Linked DNA regions of Mus musculus: region 2 is linked to region 1. A link is a contact called in public HiChIP or PLAC-seq data. All regions are on one chromosome and are shown on one strand. Each heading gives the region's core, a stretch centred on a gene start, on an enhancer-like site or on the middle of the called end of the contact. The rest is flanking DNA. Distances are from core to core; before and after follow the strand shown. Region 1 holds the start of Usp9x (ubiquitin specific peptidase 9, X chromosome). Region 2 holds the start of Gpr34 (G protein-coupled receptor 34).

Region 1 (4,137 bases), core at 1,040-3,539:
GATAGCTTTTTTGTGAGAGGATGAATGGAGGTAGACAAATCTCTAGCCTTAGTCTTGTTAAAAATCATGTATTAGTTTTATTGTTTTTTTTTTTTATATTGGGTTACCTAAGGTTTTCCCTGAGTAAGATTATGTTATTTGTGAGGAAAGTTTTAATTGTTCCTTTCTTATCTGGGTATCTTTCATTTCTTCTCCTTCTCTGACTAGAACCTCAAGTATAATGCTGAATAGAATTGGCTACTGTGGACATTTCTGTTAAGGATGCACTTTAGATATGGCTAAAAGAGCTACATGTGCTTACCAGGCTTGTTGATCTTAAACTGATGATTTAACCGTTTTGTTTTCCTATCTAAAGTCAAGGCTAGAAATACCTATCCGTCTGTTTCAGAGGGTTCTGAGGATTAAATAAACCCACCATACCATGTACTTAGCAAATTAAGAGTGTTACATGGTTGGTAGGCTCTCTCTGGAGGCTCCATAAGCAAGGGAAAGCATGCACGGAAGTAATTATATAAATAAGATTGCATGTGGTAAGAGTTATAAGGACTATAAATAATGTGTTTAGGGTAAGCTATTAGTTTTGTGGTGAAAACAGTCTTGTGCTGTATAGAGAAATGGTTTCAAAAAATTACACCGGCAACATGCTGTCCCCTAAATTCTTTGGGATTCCATTTAATATTCCTTTATTAGAAATGACTGTGTTGGGCTGGAGAGATGGCTCAGCGGTTAAGAGCACTGATTGCTCTTCCAAAGCTCCTGAGTTCAATCCCCAGCAACCACACCGTGGCTCACAGCCATCTGTAATGGGTTCCAATTTCTTCTTCTGCTGTGTCTGAAGACAGGTACAGTGTACTCACATACATGAAATAAATAGAAAAAAATTTTTTAAAGAAATGACTGCTTATAGCATAAGTTCATCTATTCTATATGAAATGTAATTAACTTTATAGTATTTTATAATGATTTTTAAAGATTTGCTGCCAACAGGCATTTTTAAGTCAAAATGAAATATCGATCAGTAATTGTATTCATTTTCTCTTCATTTGTGAATTTTAGGTAAATTATAGAATCGTTTCAAACCTACAACGTTTGAGATTGCTCTGTTAAGTTCTTCCTCCGCAGCTTATAGTTCGGAGTCTCAATATGCAGAAAATAGTCCCTGACATAGCGGATGGGTTCATAAGTCCCTCCCAGGTTCTCACACTGAATGGTGTTGATGATATGGCAATAGAAGTTCATTTTGCTACATTTAGTATTACTGAGTAGCTAAGGTGTCTAGGACGGTGTATAATTTTTTGTCTTTACTGTTGTAAGGATTCCGGTGTCCAAAATGTTCTCAGTCCCAGTCACTATGCCTTTAAGACTGACGAAATGCTTTTAGGTACTGATGCTGCAGGATCGTGTGAATGAGCTGCTTAAAGCGCCTCCCTCAAAGTGGAGTGGGAAGCAGCTCCCCCCACCCCCCGCGACCCCGCTCTGGAGTTCAAGCCACACCTTCCCCCTATCGGCTGGGTGCAGGTGGCCAAACCCTCAGGACCTGGCACCACTGCTCTGTGGCTTGTCCTATCCTCGTGTCACGTGACATGGGTCAGCTGCGCAGTCGAGACCCTCAAGCAAGGCGGGTGCAAACGCCTAGCACCGGGACCCAGGAATCTAGTCTTTCCGTCACCCCCCCCCCCCACTCCCCAACCAATCCTCCGAACCATCCCGGAAAAGGGGGAGGCCGGTGACGTCACCATCCGGGCACTGGATGGTGGGGCCATGGTTCACAATGGAACAAAAACAAGCAGCCCTAGTCAAACTAGCGACGCGGCTGCAGCTTGCGTGCTTATTAACCCTTTCCTGTCCACATCCCTGCCATTCCCGACAGTCAGTCCCTTTGCCCAGGCCGCATGCCGGATCTCTCCCTTCCCCCCACTCCACCCTCCTCTTTGGAGTGGTCCGAGTCCTTCGTCAGCTCTCGGTTCGGTCCCCTACGGTTTGTAAGGGTCTCTGGCTCCCTCGCATGACCCCCTGCAGTGGCCGTCCGGAAGCGATGGTACGATCTTTCCCTAGCATTGTCTTCCCCTCCCCCACCCAGCTCGCAGTGTTCCAGGCGACGGGGCCTTGTCTGGGCCCCCTAGTGGCCCACAGCGCTCTTCCTTTCTTTCCCTCAACAGCCTGAGGTGGACAGGGAGAGGGGGCAGCTGGCCCAGAGGGGGGCTGGGCAAGGGGAGGGGCCGGGCCGGGCGCTGAGGGCGGGGCTTGGAGGGGGAGGGCCCTGATGGGGGCGGAGAAGCGCTGAGCCTTGGGCGGTGCTGAGACTAGTGGGAGTCTGCGCTGCCGCTGCTGTTGCTGCCGCCGTCGCCGCCGCCTCCGACACTGCCACCGCCACCGCCACCACCACCGGCCGTGCGGGTTTTCTTTCTTTTTCTTTCTGTCTTTTCTTTTCTTTCTTGATTTGTTGGGTTCGCCATATTGACGAGGCTGTGGTACCCAAGGCTGCGGAAGCTAGAGTCCGCCGGTGGCGGAGCCGCAAGCTCTCGGTAAACGGCCCATTGGGGCCCTCCTCCCTGTCCCAGCGAACCCCCTCCCTGCCTGCACCGGCTCCCAGGCCTCGCGGGAGTCGGCCGCCGCCGCCTCGCCCTCCAGGGAGGCGGCCGCCTTTACCGCCCCAGGGCTTGGGGTGGGTGACGGGAGTGAGGACAGGAGCGGTAGCTAAGCGAGCAGGCCTGGAGTGGGGGGACAGAGGCGGCGACTAGGGGAAGGTGAAACTGCCGCTGCAGGAGGAGGAGCAGGAGGAGGTGACGCAGGAGAAACGCACCGCCCGGAGCTTGTCTGAGCTCAGCGCCCGAGCCTGAGGGGAGAAGGGGGAAGAGGGCTGCGGCCGGCCGAGAGGGAGGCGGCGGCCGTGGTCACCGCTGCCCTAGGGCGGCCAGGGTGAGGGCCAGACCCCTGGTCGGTACGCGTCGCGCGTCGCGAGCCCGCCCGCCATCCGCAGCCTCTCATATTTTTGTCCCTCGCCAGCCCCCGGCTTGGGATGCTCCCAGGTTAGGCCCGGTCCCGGGATCGAGCTTTTGCATCTCGTCTCCCGCCTCCGCGTGGCCCGCTTCGTAGGAGACTCCCGGGTTGTGTTTGGTGAGTACCGAGCCCGGCGGCGCCCAGGGCCTCCGGCTGGCTGGAGGGCTGGGGAGGACGGCGCGAGGGGGTGTGTGTGCGTAAGCGGTCCTCCCTTGGGGGCCTGGCTGCCGGGGTTGGGGGTCGCCCCGAGCCCCGGCCGTCGCGGGCGCGCGCGAGCCTCCGTGGTGCGCGCGGCCGGCGTCCCGCGAGCGTGTGTCCGTGTCCGTGAGTGAGCGTGGCGCTGTGTGTGCGTGTGTGTTTTGGACTGGCAGGGAAAATGGCTGACGGCTCCGGCCCTCCCCCTTCCTCCCCCTTCCCTGCCTGACGGGAGTGGAGAGGAGGAGGAGGAGGAGAAGGAGGAGGATGGAGACTCCGGCGCGCCGTGCCGCCCCTCCACCCGCGCGGGAGGTCGGTCGGGAGCGCGCGGGGGCGCGGGCACGGCGCGGGCGGGGGCGGGGACGGTTGGTTCGCGCGCCCCTTAACCCGGCGGCGGACGCCCTCGGCCTGTTCCACTTGACACCGAACGCCATTACTGAGGTGGAGTGATTTGGAGCGGGAGCGCTAGGCCCCGGCGACGCCTGGCTATCAGGCCCGCGGACGAGTTGGCCTCCTCGCCGCCCTCCCGCGATAACCCGCAGTCGCTCAGCGGCCCAGTGCCCTGAGAAGGCCGAGCCGGTTATCGCTCCCCCACACCTCCCTCGCCCCCTCCGGCTGCTCACGGTGGGCCAAAGGCCCGGAAGGATGTTTTGATGCCGAAATCGCTTCCAAGCGACAGTAGACCGACCACCTTTGTATTTTTAGCTGTTCCTGAAGGAGGAGGAAAAAACGAAGACGAAGAAAGGAAATACTAGTATGTGCAAGTTTGTAACTGATAAAACCTTGAGATGCTGGTGATGTGAGGCTGCAGGCTTGATAAATGGCTTGTTTTTCATTCATTGTGAAATATTTAAGTTAAACAGGTGCGAAGCTGGGGGTTTTGTTTCTGTTTGGATTTCTTCAGAGACTGGAAGATAAGATTTTTAGATACGACGTGCTTAA
Region 2 (4,137 bases), core at 764-3,263, 560 kb after region 1:
CACACACACACACACACACATATATATATATATGAAGAATTTTTTATTAGAGTTTTTTTCATTTACATTTCAAGTGCTACCCCCTTTCCTAGTTTTCTCTTTGAAAATCCCCTATACCCTCCCCCTCCCCCTGATCCCACTTTGCTACTGGTCTGGAAGTCATCCTTTGAGAATTACGGGACTAAGGACATTAGAATTCACACTAAGGATTTCTGGCAGTGCAGGGCCCCTTAAGGTTTTGGATTGCCAATCTGAAGATAGGCTATTCTGTATGGCTGTGTGCTTGTAGCCAGCAGTCCTCATCTTCACTGGGGAGGTTCAGAACTGGAAGAGGTGGCAAGCTGAACTTCACTAGGGTTGGGTTTCACATAATGAAGGAATGGTGACAAAGTTCAGAATGATCAGGAACTAGAACATAATATTCAAACCTTACATCAGCGAGAAAATGTGGCTACAATATGAGAACACTAAAAGCTGAAAAGCAATTTTGAAATGGGATGTCATAAGTGTAGGACAATAGTACAATACAAAACTAGTATTTATATTGTATTTCAGGAGATAAAAAGCACATTATGACTCATTTAGTCATGAAAATCCTGACAGAATCTTAGAAATATTTGCATATTCATGTTGGTTGCAGCAATATTGCAATATTCATAATTGCCCCAAAGCAGAGAAAATTTACATGCTTATTGAAAGATAATAAAGAAAACGAAGTATAGGCAAACATTGGAAATATGCAGCCTTAAAAACAAAGGAAATTAGGTTACACGTTATAGGTGAACCTCAATGATAGTAGGCTAAGTAAAATAAACAAGTCACAAAAAGGTTTTATAATGGAACTCAATGTCACAGAATCATGGTTGCCAATGTTAAGACTAGGGGCAGAGAAAATTCGTGTATAGAGGGTTTAGAGGTTTAATTTTGCATCATAAAAATGTTATGGTGATCTGCTGCCTGATGGTATATGTACACTGAGCAGCACTGCATGATAGAGTCAAAACTGGCTATGTGGTAAATCTAGTGGTATGTGTCGCTTACCACAGTAAGAAAAAAAATACTGCTGGACAGATACAGTAACCATCTTCCTGCTCAGAGATTCTCAGGGGGAAGTAAGAGTTATAAAATACTTTTATTCTAACAATGTAAAATTATGGTCTCACATGTTATGATTCTTCAAAAAACTAAACTAAAAGTTCTGGGGACTATGAAGTTCAGAAGAATATTTCCAGAAATACTTACAATGTTAGATTTAGACAAAGCTGGAGGATAACAATCATGTTCCAAACAACAACCAAAAGGGGAAATGACACTCGAGTGCAGGGCCAGCAGTAACACAGATGAATTGATGGTGGTTAAACAGTGGACTGTGACCAGAATGGAAGCTGCAGAGCCTCAGCATCTTTTCCTTGAAATAGGAGAGAGCACTTCGGCTTACTTGGGTGAGTTTACTATTGTGCTGAGGCGAAAATAGTGCTACAAATCCCACCTAGTCTCCAAATTTTAAGATGTTTTAGGAAATGAATCCATGGTCTTTAAGGAAGATACAAAATGATACTAAAATAATATAGAGAGTAAATAAAACTTCAGCAGAACCAAAGAGTAAAAACAAAACAAAACAAAAGCCAACTATTAGCAATGCTAGTATACTTTGGGGCAGAAAGTTCATATACTTCATGATGGTAGTAACTTCTAAAATGAATCTGGAAGGAAATGGAAATTCAGGGGTTATATTCTAAAATCCATACAGGACATCACTCATCATTTCTTAGGAAAGAGAGCATCTGCCCACTTCTGATTGTATTTTATAGTTTGTTGGCATCTTAGGGGACAAATGCTCTTTAGTTTAGGCTAGAAGGGACTCATACAGAAGATGCAATTTCCTAAACTTCAACTTGAAGCTGTTGCTAAGAGTGGTATCTTTTCTTAGCTCCAAACGGGACCCAAGGGCTGTCACAGTGAAAAGAGAAAGAAAAGGGGAAAAACAACTGTACCACATGTGGATATAAAAAAGAAGAGAACTCTAGCCAATTGCACCACCACCACCGGATGGAAGAGCCCAGCTGACACAACCTGGTCTAGGGAGTTTTGGGTTTACTCCTTTTACTTCAGGAAAGCTTCAACTGTAAGTATTCTCTGATTTTTAAAAGCCACACACAGCAGCCTTTGTTTTAGTTAAAACTTGATTATTTGAATGTTCAGAGTGAAGCTCGATGTATGCTGGTAACACTATTCTGCTTTCAGCAAATCTCTGTTTTTTAGAGTCACTGAGTAAACTGCTTTGGACGACACCTTTGCTTTTCAAAGGAGACTTCTTTTTGGATAGAATAACTAAGAACAATGGTCACATTGTTTATTGGCATTGCGTAGTCATAATTATTTGCAGTTGTATTTGAATCAACTAAAGTTATTTTCAGACATAGTAAATTTAATTGCAATATACTACAGATTTCCTATTTATTATCTCTTGACTTCACAATGCTATACTGTTTCCCCATCTTAAACATTTTTATTATATTTTTATTATCTTATGGTACAGACCAGTTACAATTTAAGTTTCATGTTTTGGAACTAAATAAAGAGAATACTCTAGAAAAGAAAAATAAACCACAATATATTTTTAAAAATTAATTCAAACAATTAAAAGTAAACAGTTAAGTTTATAACAAAACTAAATATAGTACTAATATCGTTATTTTTCAAGTAACATGCTTTCAATTGTTCTGTATGCAGCAGTTCCTGCAGCTTCTGAAGTATGGCCTGAATAGATTCAGTCATTATTATAAGTCCATTGTCAAATAGGTATGTATTTCAGCACATGATATTGATAGAAATAACACCCAAATAACATGTTACATGATCTTTTCTTGGCTACAGCCACTGAAGAAAATCTGGGAGGTAGGATGGTGGCAGTTGGGGTACAAGTGCTCACTTAGGGCTGCAAACAGGAATGGGGCTTGCTGAGTAACAAACACTACCTGCTATTAGAGAATGAGTGGGACTACTGTATGAGCTACAAGTCAGCTCTGCCATGCCAACAGGCTATGCTCACTTATTTCTCATCTTCACTGGCAAATTCTTATAGCGAACAAGTAAAATATGAATAAGTAGCCTTAAGAATAATTAGTGAATCCAGGTGTGATGGTGCATGCCTTTAATCCCAGCACTTGGGAGGCAGAGGCAGAGGCAGAGGCAGAGGCAGAGGCAGAGGCAGAGGCAGAGGCAGAGGCAGAGGCAGAGGCAGAGGCAGAGGCAGAGGCAGAGGCAGAGGCAGAGGCAGAGGCAGAGGCAGAGGCAGAGGCAGAGGCAGAGGCAGAGGCAGATTGCTCTTTGAGTTTGAGTTCCAGGACAGTCAGGGCTACACAGAGAAACTCTGTCTTGACCTCCCCAAATTAATTATAATACTGATGATGGTGGTGATGATGATCACTGAGTGAATGATACCAACATACCAGATGACTTATGGATGACTCATTTACTTCCTTGCTTTTGCAGTATTGGATATCAAACTCCAAGGGCTTTGTACTTCTAGGCAACCGCTCTACCATTTAGATATGTTCCTGGCCCTCTTTTAACTTGTTCTTTTGAGGCAGGGTCTCACTAAGTTAGACAACATTGCTGTAAACTTGTGATTCTCCTGCCCTGGACTCAAAAGGAACTATGATTGCTGGCATACATGAACTACCAAGCCCAGCTCCCAATTTACTTTAAAGGTGACACTAGTTACCAAATTTGAGACAGGCTGTAACTTGTGAATTGATTGATAAATCACTTGCTGCTGGCCAGGTACTATCTGGCACTGTATGCCATGCTTCTGTTGTTGTTGAAACAACACGGCTTTTGCTTTATTCTCCAACTTGACACTAGCAGCATCACTAATCGTGCTTTTGTCCAACTATTATTATTGATCACTTAATTTTACTTGAATACTAGAGTTGAAGAAATGGTCTCGGGATATGTTCTCTGCACTGATATCTTCCTAGAAACATTTTGATTATTGCTCTTTGGCCCAGAAATAAGAAATTCTGATTAATGATTTGATTCCATGAAATCTAGGTTTACTTGCATATTGTTATGGACCTAGCAAATGGAAAGATTAATAACTTCCAGAGGAGCAAAGCTAGACAGTACAACCTC

The links. HiChIP or PLAC-seq counts read pairs in DNA pulled down with a chosen protein or histone mark.
Region 2: a contact with region 1 is called in an H3K27ac HiChIP or PLAC-seq map of microglia, with 7 times the contacts expected there. The contact joins the promoter of Gpr34 here to the promoter of Usp9x in region 1. A contact is called at or near these places in 2 of 115 datasets of contacts at active chromatin or transcription factors (memory CD8 T cells and microglia).

Annotation. Positions count from the first base shown.
Region 1 is chrX:13,069,209-13,073,345 of GRCm38.p6, forward strand. Usp9x (ubiquitin specific peptidase 9, X chromosome) reads left to right here and starts at 2,290. Exons shown (of 45, transcript NM_009481.2): 1 at 2,290-2,525.
Region 2 is chrX:13,630,756-13,634,892 of GRCm38.p6, forward strand. It overlaps Gpr34 (G protein-coupled receptor 34), which reads left to right and starts at 2,014. Exons shown (of 3, transcript NM_011823.4): 1 at 2,014-2,125; 2 at 2,734-2,802. All of the region lies in intron 5 of Cask (calcium/calmodulin-dependent serine protein kinase (MAGUK family)), which reads right to left.